Regions from separate parts of the Sus scrofa genome. Here regions 1 and 3 are each linked to region 2. Evidence: chromatin contacts called from public HiChIP or PLAC-seq and promoter capture Hi-C data. All regions are on one chromosome and are shown on one strand. The core of a region is the stretch at or near the end of the contact, and the rest is flanking DNA. Distances in the headings are between cores, read along the strand shown.

Region 1 (3,043 bases), core at 426-2,925, 1.1 Mb after region 2:
TCTGGGGGTGCCTGGTTCTCCTTTGTTCCTTGGACCGCAGAAGCCTAGCAGTGTAGGCACTCAGTACACTTTTTATTAGATCCGTGAATAGATTTATTTACCAACCTGTTGGAAAGGAAGAAAATGGAAAGATATCCTGGAGGGAATACTTGGGAACTCTAGAGTTTGCCCATTCACCCCTTCACTCCCTCAAACATTTGTATAAAACAACTACTTATAAAAGTGCCTAAGACGGTGCTTGTACTTAACACCTAAATATCCAAGAGGCAGTCTAGACATTCATTATTCCTATTTAAATGCCGTGTCCTGCCCCCCCACTGTCTCTCACACAACTGTTCCTTGAGCTTGTCCTATATCCCCATTTGGCAGATTTAGAACGTCAGGCTGGCAAAGGAGTCTCTCTAGGCCAGGGTGACTCGACGACGTCCACACCAGTCGTCACAGGCTGGAAGTCGCCACGAAGCGGGGGGGTGGGGGTGGGGGTGGGGCAGACGAATTAGTCCTCAGCCATTCCGGGCCCCGAAAATCCTATCTAACAGCTCAGCCGCTTTAGAGCCAAAGGCGCCCGTAGCGTTCCCTTGCTGCCATGGCAACCCACACAACATTTCCGCCTTCGAGTAACGACATTTCCGGTGCGCCGGTCGCGGCACATCCGGGTTCCGCCCCGAAGCGGCGCGCTTCTTTTGCGGAGCTGGAGGCTGTATTCGTAACGCCGGGCACTGGAGAGGTGAGCGGGGCTTGGAAGCGGGCAGGGGAGCACCGGAGGGAGTTCGCGCTGGTGGGAGTGGTGGCTCCGGGAAGTGGGCCTTGGCCTTGCCCGTTGCGCTTCACTTTCGCAGACAGCTCTGCGGAGGCGGGGAGAAGAGGGGCCGCTCCGGGTTACCGGGCAGTTGGGGGCTTGGGCAAAGTTAGGTACGGAGCCTCCACCGTGAGGCCTGGGTTGCACGGCAGCTGGACCCTGGAGCCCTGGCTTCAGGCCCACCTGATTTCAGGCCCACCTGGTTTCGAGCCTTGCCAGCCGAGAACCTAGAGCAAGTTGTTTAAATTCTCTGCTTCGTTTTACTTAAGCTTGGAGGCGCTAGTAGTTATCTCTCTCTCCAGATGTCTTGATGTTTACATTAGATTATTGACCTGAAGCGTCCAGCAAGTACCTAGCACCTATCGAGGTCTCTCTTACTGATGACAACTCTGGTTATTACCATGCTCTGGGCCCAGGGAAGCAGTGTTGTGTGAGGGACTCCCGCCTCCTCTGAGAATATTTACCTTTTTTGAGCGCCTGGGTGAGGTTAGGACCGGCAGCACCCAACCAGTGCACCTTTGAGTAGAATGAGCAGGGGAAACTTTGTAACAGAGCTGACCAGTTTGACACTGCCTGTGGAAGTAGCGAGCTCCTTTCCTTGAAGGCTGCTTTCCGTGGCTGCTAGACAGGAATCACTGCTGTCCTATTGAATGTATGACTGTGTGGGGACTCGTGCTTGGCACTTCATCTAATACTCATACACTGAGTACCTGGTAGAGAGGGGGTTTGAACTCAGGCTGTGATTTTAGCACCTGGTTTCACAATCACTTTGTGAGGTTCATTCCCTAATTCAGTAACAGGAAGGGCAATGAACCTAATCATGGGATTACAGTAACAGCTGTTTCTGGAGCCCTTAATGTGAGCTGTTTTTTTAGGCCCCATCTCATTGAATCTGCATCATAAGCATTCTCTAAGGTTGGTACTGTAGTTTAACTGTTCAAGAGACAGCTGAATCTCATCACCCAGCTACCACGTGTTTTCTAATTCACAGCTAGTCCGACTGTTAAGGTAGTGTTTGTAATTACTGCCTTCTAGCTCCTCAGGAGAAGTTCCTGTTTGGGGAGGAAAATTAAGTCTAAGAGTCTCATCAAGTAATGTATTCAGAAACCATTTCATAAAAAGATCACTTTGCTGTGACTGTCAAAGGTTTAGATAAAACTCTTTACCCAACATAGGAAAAATAATAAAAATCTGGGATCCGGTAAAATGTCTATCCAATTTCTGAGGCAACAGTACGTAGGATAGCATACTTAGTTCTTTTATGTGGTTTGTGTGTATGTGAGTGTATACAATTGATGTTTTACAACATTGACTAGGACAAGGAAATAACATGCTTAAGAATCACATGGACTGGGAGTTCCTGTCTTGGCTCAGTGGTTATCTAATCTGACTAGGAAACATGAGGTTGTGGGTTCGATCCCTGGCCTTGCTCAGTGGGTTAAGGATCCGGCGTTGCTGTGAGCTGTTGTGTATATGGTGCAGACGCAGCTCGGATCCTAAGTTACTGTGACTGTGGAGTAGGCCAGTGGCTACAGCTCCAATTTGACCTCTAGCCTGGGAACTTCCATACGCTGCGGAAGTGGCCCAAGAAATGGCAAAAAAATGTAAAAAAATTAAAAAAATAAAATGAAATACTTAAAAAAAACCACATGACTGTTGGGACTATTTTGTTCCACCTGTCTTAGTACATATTGTTTTTTGAAAGGATTTAGTGTCTGCTTTATTGAATTGTAACAACAATTTTGGTGAACTTGGAGTTTGGAGGAAGTTCTGAAGGCAGCAGGGAGTAGGGACTCACAGGGAAGCCTTCTGCTGATGCTTGCAGGACTTGTCACAGACTATACTTTTTCATCCCTTCCTTTAGTGACAGGTCATGTCTCTATCCCACTTGTACCGGGACGGAGAAGGCCACATGGATGATGACGAGGATGAGCGGGAGAACTTTGAGATCACCGACTGGGATCTCCAGAATGAATTCAACCCTAACCGGCAGCGCCACTGGCAGACCAAGGAAGAGGCCACCTACGGAGTGTGGGCAGAGCGTGACTCAGATGAAGAGAGGCCCAGCTTTGGAGGCAAACGGTATGGCTGGCATGGGCTGCTTCCCCAGGAGTTGGGGAACTACCCCACTAAGCATCTGTCTCTCCTAGCCCCACTAAGTCCCTTAGCTGCATCATCAGCCAGGGAGCCAGTTCCTCTTTAGGCTTGGGTGCTGGCCTCTCACTGACTGGGTCATCAGTTGGT
Region 2 (2,970 bases), core at 265-2,764:
ATTTAAGTTGGCTCTCTGAACATTTTTCCTTTGTAAAGCAATGCAAAAAGGCCTACCTCATAATGTTGTTCCAAGGGTGAAATGAGATAAAACATCTCCATTACCTAACAGAGTACTTCGCAAATAAAAGATGCCCAATCAATAGAAGCTATTCCCAGTTTCTCAGCTCTTGGAAAATAAGAGCATGTGTTTCCTTGAATCCTCAGCAACACAATAATTAGTGTTAATAGTGTTACACATCACAGAAAGTCAATGAATCCCAGTGACCTCCTTAGGAGGAAGTTTCTAGCTTTTAGGCAAGAAACTTTTTTTTGTTTGTTTGAGGCAGCCCTAACTCCAGTGGGTGTATTCATATAATTTATATGAAAGTGTTTTAATGATTTTAAAAATTCCTTTAATAACGTTTCAAACAGCTTCCTATGGTTCTCAGAATACAATTCATACTCTTTACTGCCTTTACGGCCTGGTGATCTATTTAGTCCCAGCTTATCTCCCCCACCGCCTATTAAGGCATTCTAGCCACACCTGCCATCTATCTGCTCAACTACTACCCTAAACTTATTTCAGTCTCACAGCTTATCTTCCACTAATTGCCTCCCCATCTTCACAGGCTGGGCTACTTAAAATACTAGGTTAAAACGTGGCCTCCTGAGAGTCCTTCCCTTGATTACTCTGCCTCCCCATTACCCTACTGTACCTTACTCATAGAATACCTCGTACCACGACGCCAAATTCTTTTGTTTTCAGGTGAGCACAGAGACTGCGCATTTTGCTTTCAGAAGGATCCCCCGGGCCTACTACGGTGACTGGCATAGAGAAAGCGAGTGACCCTGGGCTACAACTTCTCCCGAGGTCCACCTCCTGGCTCTTAGCTGCAGCCTGGGCCTCGCTAAGGTCTCCCAAAACACAGCCCCTTCCCGGGTGCTGAGGCAAGCAACCCTTTTCCCCCGAGAGGACTCCTGCAGTTGGGTCACGGCCACGGCGGGGCTCTGGACTCTTGGACAGCAGGGACTGGGGCGCAGAGAACTCGTGTGGCCACAGCTGTTCGAGGCTTGGGGATGGGCTTGGGGAACGTGCGCGTGAGCCGCCAACCCGGCGAAGCCCGCACGGCGGACCTGATTGGACTGGAGAGCGGGGCAGAACCCGGTGGCGTCTGCCTCCCCGACCCGAGTAATTATCACGGACTTGGGAAGTGAGGTATCTGGCAAGAAGGTGGGCCTCCTCTCAAAAGCAGCGAGAGAAGGTTCAGTTTTCCCGGAAACGACCTCCAGGGAACTGACTGGAAAACTCACCAGAGTGCGTAGACTGCAAAGCGACGGCGAGAAAACCCGACTGTAAGGAGGAGCAGCCGTCAGAAGAGCGACAGCGCGCCGAGCTCGCGCAGCCGCAGAGGAGGCCTCGCGCACCTAGGGTGGGGCGCGAGACTGGGGCGGAGCCAGCCCCTCGCGCGCGCTGACGCGGCGGAAGGGTGTGGACGCGCAAGCGCCGAGGCAGCTCGGGCGGCTGGGAGGCGGGGTCGCGCAGGCGCTGTAAGAAGCGGTAGCGGCGGCGGTGGCGGCGGTGGTGGTAGCGGCGGCAGCTGTGAGGGGTTCCAGGAAGATGGTGCTGATTAAAGAATTGTAAGTGGAATCGGTGGACGTGAGCGACATTCTGGGACTGCAGTAATGGGAGATTCATTTATTGAGATGTGGCAGAATATTCCTGAGAAGAAGCGAGTCTCGGGTCGGCCGCTCCCTGCGCGCGCCCCCTCCCCTCGGCCCGCGCCCCCGGCCCACTCGAGGCCCCTCCGCTCTGCGTCCACAGACACTCCCCGCGGCGTTGCCGTGGTAACACTGCTGCCTTCTCCCTCGGGGCGGAGGCGGCAGGGTCCCGGCTGGAGCGCGTGGTTGGGGAAGGCGCGGCCGCGAGTTTCCGCCGGGACCCGCCTTCTCCCCAACCCCCCACCCCAGTCTTGAGACTGGGCCTACCCCCAAGCTCTTGGGTGGGATCCAGCCGAAGCCCGAGGGTGGGCGAGACGCAGTGGATCTGTGATTTGTCGTCTGGGGTGGAGCCTGCCGGTAGCCCGGGGGAGATGGGCTTGCCAGGTAAAGGCAGCCCTGGTGTCGGGACTCGAGGTGGGGTGTAGGCGACCAGAAGTTATTACTAGAGTCGGGAATCCGAAAACCTGCACTTCACTGGGCAGCTCAGTTGACTTAAAACTGGAGAGTCAGCCCTCTGCTCTGTGTTTCAGTTTTCACATCTTTGGGATAGGATAACACTCCAGGTTCCGGGATTTAGATGAAGCGTTAACGTACGGTTGGTCTAATAGAAGGGTTTCCAGGTGCATCATACCGGCGCAGTAGTTTTGTTGAAAAGTTAATGGCATTTCCTACCGGCAAGGCCTGTGAATATCACAGGAAATGTGGTTGGCAGTGAATGTTCAGCCGTCACAGCTGGTTCGTGTTGTCAGGATCCCTTGGGCAACTGGGGATTTTGAGTGTGGTCAGTTCTTGGGTTTTTCAAATGCTCTTTTCATTTTAAACTCTTTAAAATTTTTGTCTTAATTTATCTAACTCCAGACAGCTTATTTGTAGTGTTAGTTCTCAGACTAATTTTAAAAAGTCACTCTTCGCTTCTCTGATTAAAACTCTCCAGACTCCTTATCTCACTGAGAATAAAAGCCGACGCCACGGCATTAACACTTGTGAAGTGATTTCAGTTACTGCTGTCCTTCCCTTGCCGATTTCAGGCTCAGCTTCCTTACTGTTCCTTCACTAGTACTGCAGGAAAAAAAGCTCAGTTCAGGGCCTTTCTGGTTGGTGTTCCCTCTTGGTGAAGTGCTCTTCCCACTTCTCACTAACTCACCTCCTTCTTTCAGGATTCTGCTTAAATATCACCTTAAGTAATTCCTCTCTGAAGATGTAATTGCATTACCCACCATTTGGTGTTTGCCTTCCCTGCTTTATTGCTCTCTCTAGCAGTTACCACCAT
Region 3 (3,090 bases), core at 295-2,794, 1.2 Mb before region 2:
ATTTACAAAATTCAAACACTGTAGGGAAAAGGAAAGTGTAATGGGCTCTGAGGTATCCATTTCCCACCAGAATGTCTTGGACGTGGTATAATTCAGCGCCCTCTCTTCCAGGAGCACTTTGTACCCTGGCACTAAAAGCCACCATCTAACTACCTGTTTACTACCCACACAACTGGGGAGAGTTCTTAAACGTTCCTTCGCTGGCTGGATTCCGGACCCTTTTCAAATTGAAACTCTGAAGGACCCAGGGCTTTTTCCCATTTCCTTCTTGTCTTTTGCAACTGCCTCAAAGGCCTAGAGTCAGGAGGGGCAAAAATGCCCCACCCTACCAATAACCGCAAGAACCTGCTGCAAACTGCAGGTCCAGTCTAGAGTGTTAAACACCCCGTGCAAGGACCACCCCAGTCATCGTATTCGAGCGAGCTCCCACCCCAGGTTTTCTTCCAGTACGCGCCTCCTTCCTCTCTAGTCAGCGAAATAAACAAGCCCCCCGGCCTAACCTGGGCAAAATAACATGCAGAACGATTACTTAAGCATAATGCACACTCCCACCCAGGCCTTTTGTTTCTCCTAAGTCAGAGGCCAGAAATTTCTTTCAGTGGAGATTTCTGGCCTCACGATCCGAGTTGGCCTTATTACACAACAGATCTCCCTCGGCGTTTGCTGAAACACGGCCCTAGGAAGCCACATAACCGCTTTCTGGAGAGAAAAAAATAAATGGTAAAAAACGAAGCCCGAAAAGGGAGCCGACTTGAGAGGCCGTAAGGTGTGTGGGGGCGGGGGGAAGGGGGGCCCACACTCCGTCTAAAACACAGTCGGACAGAAAAAAGTTCGGCTTCGCGCTGGAACCCGCCGAGGGGGCGACTTGGCGGCACTGGACGCCGCAGCCGACTCGGCTCTAAGGATGACGGGGCCCCCTTTCATAGGTCTGCGCCCCTCGGCTCGCAAATCCGTGAAGCCTTTTCAGCTTATATGCTTTTATTGCCCAAGCTTCTCGGCGAGGCAGAGTCGCCCTCGGGCTTTGGCTGCCTTTCTGAAAATGAGATTGGGGTGGGAAAAGTCAGAGGGGCTGCGGAACTGCAGCTTTCGGAGCCGCCGTTCGGCCCTCTCACCCCCCGTTTCGGGGCTTCGGAGCTTCGGGGCTCCGGGGCTCGAGGCCTGGCCGAGCCCTCCCCCCACCCCCGCGCGGGGCCCCGGAGGCCGCAGGCCCCGCCCACGTGGCGGGCGGCCCAGAGCGCGAGGCCGGACGGCCGCCACACAATGGAGGCCAAGGCTGGCCCAGCGCGCCTCCGCCGCCTCGAGCCCCCCGCGCGCCGGAGGTGCCGGAAGGTTCCAGAACCGGCCTGCTCGGTGGGGGGAGGGGAGCGGAGGAGAGGAGAAAGGCGGCCGTCGAGCTCCTCGGGCCGCGGCGGGTACCTCACACCCTTCCCAACAAATCCACTCAGTCGTTCCGGTCACCCCTAGAGACGAACGGTCCCTAACTTGGGCGTCCCAGCCGCCGCCGGCGCGACCGCGGCTCCACCACACTCACCCGTGGACGCCATTTTCTCTCCTTCCTTCTCGTTCTCTCAACGTCCGTCTCCCTCTCGCTTTCCCTCTAGGCGCCGCACTGCGCAGGCGCGAAACCCGCAACCTCGGGCGCTACCATCGGGCCAGGCCACGGGGGTAGGGGAAGGAGAGATGAACCACAGCTTTCTCGTCCTTCGCTCCCGCTGCTCTAGTCCTAAACCTCTCTAAAGAGCAACGGATGTGACTAGCTGGCCAAAATAGCACCGCAGGGGTGGGAGCGACCGGTGAGCGGATCTTGGTAACAAGTCAGAGTGATTCTCTGGTCGATGCGAGGCTGTTTGGAATGGTTACGTCCGCTGGCTCTAGGGACCGTCTCTGAAGAGTTTGCCTTGGAGGGAAACGGAGGCCGGCGGGAGGGCTGGGGGAAGGGACCCGGGCCTAGAACAACTGCTGACTAATCGGCGGGCGGCGGAGGAGTGGGTGGCGCGCCGACCGGTCGACCAGGGTCACGCGCCCGAGTGCGAGTAGAATGGGCTCGGGGCGCTCGGGCTTCGGCGGGAAGCTGGAGCACCGACTCCCAGCCGAGGGCCCCACCCGGCCTTCTGGGGGCGGGGGGCGCGCTCCGCAGTGAGTACCCCAGACACGTGGCCCGGCCTGCGGGCAAGGGGACCGAGGCGGGTGGGCTGGATGGGAGGCCGCGCACGTAGTGTTCGGCCCGAGGGCCCTCCAGTAACGGTCGAGTTTGAGAAGGAGGCCCTTTAATCACCACCCCCCACCAACACCCGTTTTTACAGAAAGGGAAACTGAGGCCCAAAATATAAAGCCGAGTCCCAGCCACACCGTGGGACCCCCACTTTCCATCACCCGGAAGAATCTTCCCGGTCCTTGTCTTTCCATTTCTGTCTTCCCGGCTTCCCAGTAAGGTAGGCCAGGGCGTGATGATGCACCGTCCCATTTTATAGATGGACAGGCTGAGACCTCGAGCGTTCAAATCCCAGTTCTTTTTGTCCATGGGCAAACCCACTCTTGCTAAAGTACCCAGGGAGAGATGGTTGTGAGCGTGCAGGAGGCAGCTTGCAGTGGGTGCCCTGGCTCCCTGCAAGAGCTGCACCTGCCTGACTTCTTGTATTAAATCCAGTCTCCCTAGACAGATGCCCAGGCCCATCAAAAGGCAGGGCTTATCCAAATCCTTTGGCGGGAACTGGAGCCAAGCTAGTGTCTTTCCTTCAGTGAACACACATAAAGCAAGCTATATGTAAGCTATGAGCACCCTGGGGAACTTGGCCATGAGCAAGAGGAGAAGGTCTCCTCCAGCCAGTTCAGACCTTCTGCCTAGAAAAAAACAGGCCATGTGGTGCTTATTCGGTTGGGTAAGAGCCATGATACGGGGTGGGGGGGGGCAGAGGAGGGAAGGGGACATTTGAGCTGGGCTTCAAAGGGTGAATAGGAGTTCACAGAGAGATGAAGGGAAGGGCTTTGCAGGCAGACATTTTCTGTATTTTTTCTGTAGGAAACTACAGGTGGGTTTCATCTATGAGGAGTGGGTTTTCTTTATTTTTTTTAATGGCTGCACCCGTGGCA

Evidence for each region. Promoter capture Hi-C pulls out the DNA fragments that hold promoters and counts their contacts. HiChIP or PLAC-seq counts read pairs in DNA pulled down with a chosen protein or histone mark.
Region 1: a promoter capture Hi-C map of liver shows a contact between it and region 2, with 6 times the contacts expected there. The contact joins the promoter of TFIP11 here to the promoter of PITPNB in region 2. A contact is called at or near these places in 1 of 5 promoter capture datasets (liver) and 1 of 2 datasets of contacts at active chromatin or transcription factors (alveolar macrophages).
Region 3: a contact with region 2 is called in an H3K27ac HiChIP or PLAC-seq map of alveolar macrophages. The contact joins the promoter of EWSR1 here to the promoter of PITPNB in region 2. A contact is called at or near these places in 2 of 2 datasets of contacts at active chromatin or transcription factors (alveolar macrophages and skeletal muscle).

Annotation. Positions count from the first base shown.
Region 1 is chr14:44,111,340-44,114,382 of Sscrofa11.1, reverse strand. It overlaps TFIP11 (tuftelin interacting protein 11), which reads left to right and starts at 1,675. Exons shown (of 13, transcript NM_001077214.1): 1 at 1,675-1,714; 2 at 2,664-2,881. The coding sequence starts at 2,673. LOC102159997 (a long non-coding RNA gene) reads right to left here and starts at 507. Exons shown (of 2, transcript XR_307476.3): 1 at 329-507; 2 at 1-105.
Region 2 is chr14:45,248,633-45,251,602 of Sscrofa11.1, reverse strand. PITPNB (phosphatidylinositol transfer protein beta isoform) reads left to right here and starts at 1,514. Exons shown (of 11, transcript XM_005657336.3): 1 at 1,514-1,619. The coding sequence starts at 1,600. LOC110256863 (a long non-coding RNA gene) reads right to left here and starts at 1,426. Exons shown (of 6, transcript XR_002338912.1): 1 at 1,293-1,426.
Region 3 is chr14:46,407,177-46,410,266 of Sscrofa11.1, reverse strand. EWSR1 (EWS RNA binding protein 1) reads right to left here and starts at 1,544. Exons shown (of 17, transcript NM_001252048.1): 1 at 1,532-1,544. The coding sequence starts at 1,544. It overlaps RHBDD3 (rhomboid domain-containing protein 3), which reads left to right. Exons shown (of 7, transcript XM_005657361.2): 1 at 1-1,412; 2 at 2,304-2,432.